Regions from separate parts of the Sus scrofa genome. Here region 2 is linked to region 1. Evidence: chromatin contacts called from public Hi-C data. All regions are on one chromosome and are shown on one strand. The core of a region is the stretch at or near the end of the contact, and the rest is flanking DNA. Distances in the headings are between cores, read along the strand shown. Region 1 overlaps LOC102164763 (a long non-coding RNA gene). Region 2 overlaps EIF2AK3 (eukaryotic translation initiation factor 2-alpha kinase 3).

Evidence for each region. A called contact is a pair of places that touch in the nucleus more often than the background predicts.
Region 2: a Hi-C map of embryonic fibroblasts shows a contact between it and region 1, with 2.0 times the contacts expected there. The contact joins two enhancer-like sites. A contact is called at or near these places in 1 of 5 promoter capture datasets (liver), 21 of 47 Hi-C or Micro-C datasets (alveolar macrophages, blood, embryonic fibroblasts and 11 more) and 2 of 2 datasets of contacts at active chromatin or transcription factors (alveolar macrophages and skeletal muscle).

Annotation. Positions count from the first base shown.
Region 1 is chr3:57,407,170-57,410,282 of Sscrofa11.1, forward strand. The region is part of intron 4 of LOC102164763 (a long non-coding RNA gene); the gene reads left to right. Among named protein-coding and RNA genes, the nearest start is that of EIF2AK3, 15 kb to the right of the region's middle. Within about 2 kb of position 1,457, at least 15 of the 83 cell types and tissues checked have an H3K27ac peak or open chromatin away from gene starts, as enhancers often do. A contact at or near this core is called in alveolar macrophages and embryonic fibroblasts, where this site is marked.
Region 2 is chr3:57,454,030-57,457,142 of Sscrofa11.1, forward strand. All of the region lies in intron 2 of EIF2AK3 (eukaryotic translation initiation factor 2-alpha kinase 3), which reads left to right. Among named protein-coding and RNA genes, the nearest start is that of EIF2AK3, 32 kb to the left of the region's middle. Within about 2 kb of position 1,457, at least 17 of the 83 cell types and tissues checked have an H3K27ac peak or open chromatin away from gene starts, as enhancers often do. A contact at or near this core is called in alveolar macrophages and embryonic fibroblasts, where this site is marked.

The DNA.
Region 1 (3,113 bases), core at 207-2,706:
GAAATGAGTAAGGCTACCAGCTCCATTGAGCCTCTTACAGCTCTGAGTAAACTCATATGAACTAAGACCCAGTTGTAAGAACTGGGGTTTACATCCAACTGGCTTTTTTGAAAGCTCCTGCCTTGTTGGTTTGGGTTATTTATATGCTTTGGTTTTGCAGAGGACCAAGTAGCATTTCCTCTTTTAACCATCAGAGAAAAGAAAAAAAAAAAAGTTTTGGTATTGCCAGAGGCTGAGAAATACACCCAAATACCTGCAACATGATGTGATACAGTCAGGGTTGGACTAGAGTGGAGCAGATGCTCAAGATGCTCTTTCATGTGATAAGGTTGCTACCTTGAAAAGTTCCCTTTCAAAGGGAAGAGTCTCTCATCTTCAAAGATCCCTTACGTGGGGGTTATCTCTGCTCCTCCCTGCTGAGCTGCCTATTGCTAGTTACCTGGTACACATTCAAGTTCATGAGGTGCTTGGGCTTTTAACTTTTTTTTTTTTCCTTTCTTTTCTTTTCTTTTTTTTTTTTCTAGGGCTGCTTGTGCAGTATATGGAAGTTCCCAGGCCAGGGGTTGAATCGAGCTGCAGCTGCCAACCGGCACCACAGCCACAGCAACATAGGATCTGAGCCTCATCTTTGACTTACACCACAGCTCACAGCAACACTGGATCCTTAACCCACTGAGCAAGGCCAAGGATTGATCCTGAATTCTCATGGACATCATTCGAGTTCATTACCGCTGAGCCACAATGGGAGCTCTGGGCCTTTTAACTTAAAAAAGCAATTCTGGGAGTTCCCATCGTGGCTCAGAGGTTAACGAAGCTGACTAGAAACCATGAGGTTGCGGGTTCGATCCCTGACCTTGCTCAGAGGGTTAAGGATCTGGCGTTGCCGTGAGCTGTGGTGTAGGTTGCAGACTCAGTTTGGATCCCGCATTGCTGTGTCTCTGGCATAGGCTGGCGGCTACAGCTCTGATTGGACCCCTAGCCTGGGAACCTCCATATGCTGAGGGAGCAGCGCAAGAAATGGCAAAAAGACAATAAATAAATAAATAATAAAAAATAAAATAAAAAAACAATTCTGAGGAATGTGGGAGGTCATAGCTGTGTGTCTGTAGACACTGCCCTTTTTGCCTTCTTTTTCAGAACTAAGATGAAGGTTTTCTTATTAAAGGGCAGGTGTTCCCTGATTTAGCCAAGAGGAAGATGGCCATGAGGGAGGTGGTTGAGGGAAGAAGCTGAACATTATTTCACTGCACAGCCTCTCTCTCAGCTTGACTTTTGAGCTTCTGCCAGTTCTCCCAGAATAAACTGGTCAAGAAAGCACAGATCCTCCGGCACCAACCCACTAGCAGCCAGCCCGCACCACATCTGCCCTGGCCTTTCAGAAAAACAGACACATATCTGAGTCAGTGTTGGCCTCTCTGAGGGAAACAGGGGCTGGCCTCCAGAATCAGGTGACAGTCATACTACTGCAAGCCTCATCACCAAGCCAATAGGAAGAGCTTAGTGTAAGCACACATCCTCTGCTTCTGGAATTCAGGAGCTGCAAGGAAGCCGCTTTCAAAATAGAAGAAGGGAAGTTCCCCTTGTGGCTCAGCAGGTTAAGAACCCAGAGAGTATCCATGAGGACCATGGTTCAATGCCTGGCCTGGCTCAGTGGGTTAAAGAACCAACAAAGTTGCAGACTTGGATCTGGTGTTGCTGTGGCTGTGGTATAGGCTGGCAGTTGCAGATCTGATTAGACCCCTAGCCTAGGAACCTCCATATGCCACAGGTGCAGCCCTAAAAGATAAAAGAATTTTAAAAATTTAAAAAGTAGAGGGTTTCAGGAAGCTGCAGCCTGCTGGGAGAGGAAGAATAAAGAACACCTTCTTACCTTAAAGTACAGTGGCAAGAGAGGAAGCCTGGGTTCCTAAGGATGGACCAGAGGAAGAAACTTAGCAGGCTGATGACCATCAGCCCAGCCATGATGACCATCATTTCCCTCAAAATGTGTATGTGACTCCTTTTGTTCCTGGAGGCTCTTTAAAGTTAGTACTCAGAGAAGGGAGGAGCCCTCCACAACCTCAACTGTAGAACAAGTACAGGCAAAGAGTGCTCATTTAGACATGCATTTATTTACTGGTCATTTCACTAATATTTATTGACAGCCTACCATGTGCCTGGTGGTGCATGGATGTTGAGGAGACAGTGGATAACTGGAGGGGCTGTACCTGGGCTGGGGGCAGCCTGGACCTACAGTGCTTCAAGACAATGGACAGGTGACCCTGAGTCCAAGCTGCCAAGGAAGAGCTAACCTGCACGGATTAGAAATGCAAATAGAGGGAGTTCCTGTTGTGGCTCAGCAGTAACAAACTCGACTAGTATCCATGAGGATGTGGGTTCGATCCCTCGCCTCACTCAGTGGGTAAAGGATCCATGTTGCCAGGAGCTGTAGTGTAGGTCGCAGATGCGGCTTGGATCTGGTGTTGCTGTGGCTGTGGTGTAGGCCAGCAGCTGCAGCTCTGATTCGACCCCTAGCCTGGGAAATTCCACATGCCTCGGGTGTGGCCCGTGAAGCAAAATAAATAAATAAATAAATAATTTTAAAAAAGAAAGATGAGAGAAAGAAAGAAAGAAAAGAAATGCAAATGCAAGTAGATGAAAATGTCAAGCCAAGTGACCTTTGGGTTGGAGGGACTGTCAGGATTATCTCTGATTCTTTCTTTTCTGACTCCCAGGGTTGTTTCTGTTATACTCAGGAAAATGACACTTAGTGACTCATGATCAATAGTGTGAACATTGAATTACTCTTCTAATTCAAACTTTTTTTCAGCAGCCTTCTCTCTGACCAACTGCATTGATTAGTAAGAAAATTAATGGGAATTATTCTATGCATTTATTAATATTTATTAATTTTTATTCCATAAATTTAATGGGAATTATTCTGTTATTACCATGGAATAGAGGTGGGGAGTATGTTTATTTTTCCTACTGTACACATTAAGAGATAACTGAAAGGTAAACTAACGTCTATCCCTGATACCATTTGTGCCTTGGTTTTATCAAAATAAATACACAACTGAGATAAAAAACAAGGACCTACTATATAGTACAGGATCTATATTCAATATCTTTTA
Region 2 (3,113 bases), core at 207-2,706, 47 kb after region 1:
TGGCATGCTTTCCCAGCCAGGAACTGAACCCACACCAGTGGAGTGATAACGCCAGATCCTAACTAATAGGCCACTGGGGAACTCCCACAGCTCCTATCCTAATTACACTTTTTTTAAAGGAAATACAGGGACTAAAGGAACAAGTTAATTGACGTACAAAATCCAGACTGTGGGACATTCTGTATGATGGGGTTTCCCAAGTAAATCAGTGCATGATAAAGGGAGTGAAAGGGGCCCTTATGGGGGGAAGAAAGAAATCAAAGGTCATATGTAGAGTTTAAATAAATTCCTTTTTGGAGCAAATGGATTATATGGTTTATCTTTGTAACAATCAGGGAAATTTAAATAGTTGATTTTAGAGAATGACTCAATTCTGTTCGATGTAACACTGGCATGGTAGTTACTTCTCAGCAATGAAGACTGAAATATTCATACGTGAAATGACGTAATGCCTGTGATGGACTTTAAAATACTCTTGTTAACAAATACATGTAGTGGATGAGTGGAGAGCACTGGGGAGCACTTGGCAAAATGTGATGCTTGTTGAAGCTGAGTGACAGGTGCATGGGGGTTTATTATATTCATCTCTTTACATTTTATATGTTTCCAAAATATACTAAGTTAAAGTCAGGGAGTTCCCTGGTGGCCTAGCGATGAAGGATATGGCCTGTGACCGCGTGGCGTGGGTTCAGTCCCTGGCTTGAGAAGTTCTGCATGCCATGGGTGCAGCCAAAAATAAATACATAAATAAAACAAAGTTGAATATACCCCAAAGTGTATGTGCTAATGGTAGGAGCTTGGGGAGGGGTGAGGAGGTGGTTGGATAGAAAAAGAAAGAAGAACCAAATGCAAAATACATTTTTTTCCATATAAGATGAATTTTCATTTTTATTGTTGGCTGTATTCATTTTAGTATTACTCCTTTGTTGTCTCAGTTGAAGTCCCTTCTGCCACTTAAAAATAGAGTTCTTACCTGCACATTCACATTTCAAACAGCTATCCGTGATTTTGTGTCACTGGTATTCATTCTGCCATTTAGATGTTTTTCCAAAATCATAAATTGAATTGGCTTTACTCAACTGCTTTGCTTGCAGGATAAAGACCTTGATTGGATCTTTGGTATTGGGTTTGCTAGCTGATTTGACAAGCCTTTTATTTTAAAATTATCAACAGAAAAAAAAGCAAATGGGGGAAAATCCCCAAATAATAGGAACTTATATTTTTAATAAACGACTGATGTGGGAAGCAAGGCATGTAATTAGTTTGAGATGCAGGGCAGCAAATCAGAACCAATAGCTGCTCAGAGAAACAAATCAGTGGAATGTGAAAATGCATCACCATAGCCTACATTTTTTTTTATACCAAGAGATTTGCAGCTGATTATCCGGGGTGACTCATTCCTGTGCTGGGAGGGTGAGGTAATGCTCCTATGAGGGGTGATGTCATCTCTGTACCTGAACTGCATGCTTCTATCACTGCTTGTGGCTCTCAAGGAAAAAGCGCCATCTGTTTTCACAGATGTGGCCTGAAAAACTTCACAAAGATTGGTGCACGGGTCAGCAGCCATGGGTATGACTCATAAGCAGCCAATTGAGGAAGAGCAGCTATTTAAAAGTGAACTTTAAAGTCATAATCCAGAAATATGACACGATTTGAGTATTAAATCATAATGCTTTCTCATTGTTTTGGGTTTTGCACTCTTCCCTTTGAATCATGCCCTAGAAGACCTAACTTTTAAAATGGGGCAATTTTGGAGTTCCCACTGTGGTGCATAGGGATTGGCAACATCTTGGGAGTGCTGGGATGCAGTTCGATCCCTGCCTGGGCGCAGTGGGCTAAAGATCTGGCCTAGTTGCCTAGGTCACAACTTCCACTCAGATTTGATCCCTGCCCCGGGAATTCCATATGCCACAGTGTGGCCGAAAAAGAAAAAATAATAATAAAATTAATTAATTAAAAAAGTAAAATAGGGCAATTTTTCACTACATGGTCAATCATATGAAATCTTAGTTGCTTAAACCTGACTTTTAATTGCAAATAACTTTTTTTCCTTTCACATTTAGACACAGAGAGAAATTTTAGTTCCTATTCGTTTGACAGATTTTTGTCTGTTTTGGGGGGTGGGGGTGGTTGCACTGAGGAGCCATTGTGTTCCCTAAGGATCTACTACTTCTTTAGAGGGAAAAAAGTTGTTTAATGGAAGAGGAAACAAATAAAAATAAAGGTTATCTGTTCACTACAGCCCCATGAAACCCCTCTTCCTCGTTCTTATATTGATGCAAACCATTCTCCAGTCTGTACTCAGCCAGTACTACTGTTAACAAGACCAGACAACTGAAATACCTATTTGCTAACTTTCTTATAATTTGAACTTAGTATTCTAGTAAATAGAATAGAGACTACCTAATATAATATGGAAGGTGGAGAACAGGAAATACTTGGTTTTCAAACTGGTATGTAACTTAAAATGGGAGCCTGTTTTGGCTAAAATACTATAATATTGTTATCATAGAGTGTGTATATATGACCTAAATCTGTTCTTTAAAAAAAAATTTTTTTTTAGGGCTGCACCTGAGGCATGTGGAGTTTCCCAGGCGAATCGGAGCTGTAGCTGCTGGCTTATGCCACAGCCACAGCAACTTGGGATCTGAGTTGTTGGATCCTTAACCCACTGAGCGAGGCCAGGGATCAAACCTGCACCCTCATGGATGCTAGTCAGATTCGTTTCTGCTGAACCATGACAGGAACTCCCTAAGTCTGTTCTTAATGACAGCTTCAGGTTGGACAGCCTACAAAAGATAAAAAGAAAAGTTTCAATTCTTGAAAATAAAATTGTGAATCTGTTATTATCAAGAAATAAGAAAGCAGGAGTTCCCGTCGTGGCTCAGCGGTTGATCCTGTGTTGCTGTGGCTGTGGTGTAGGCAGGCTGGTGGCTACAGCTCTGATTGGACCCCTGGCCTGAGAACCTCCCTATGCCAAGGGTGTGGCCCTAAAAGACAAATAGACGAAAAAACAAAACAAACAAACAAAAAAATTAGAAGAAAGCAAAGAAAATAATAATGTTAATACTCTAAGATAATATGAGGTGGTATATATATGTCATCATACCGAT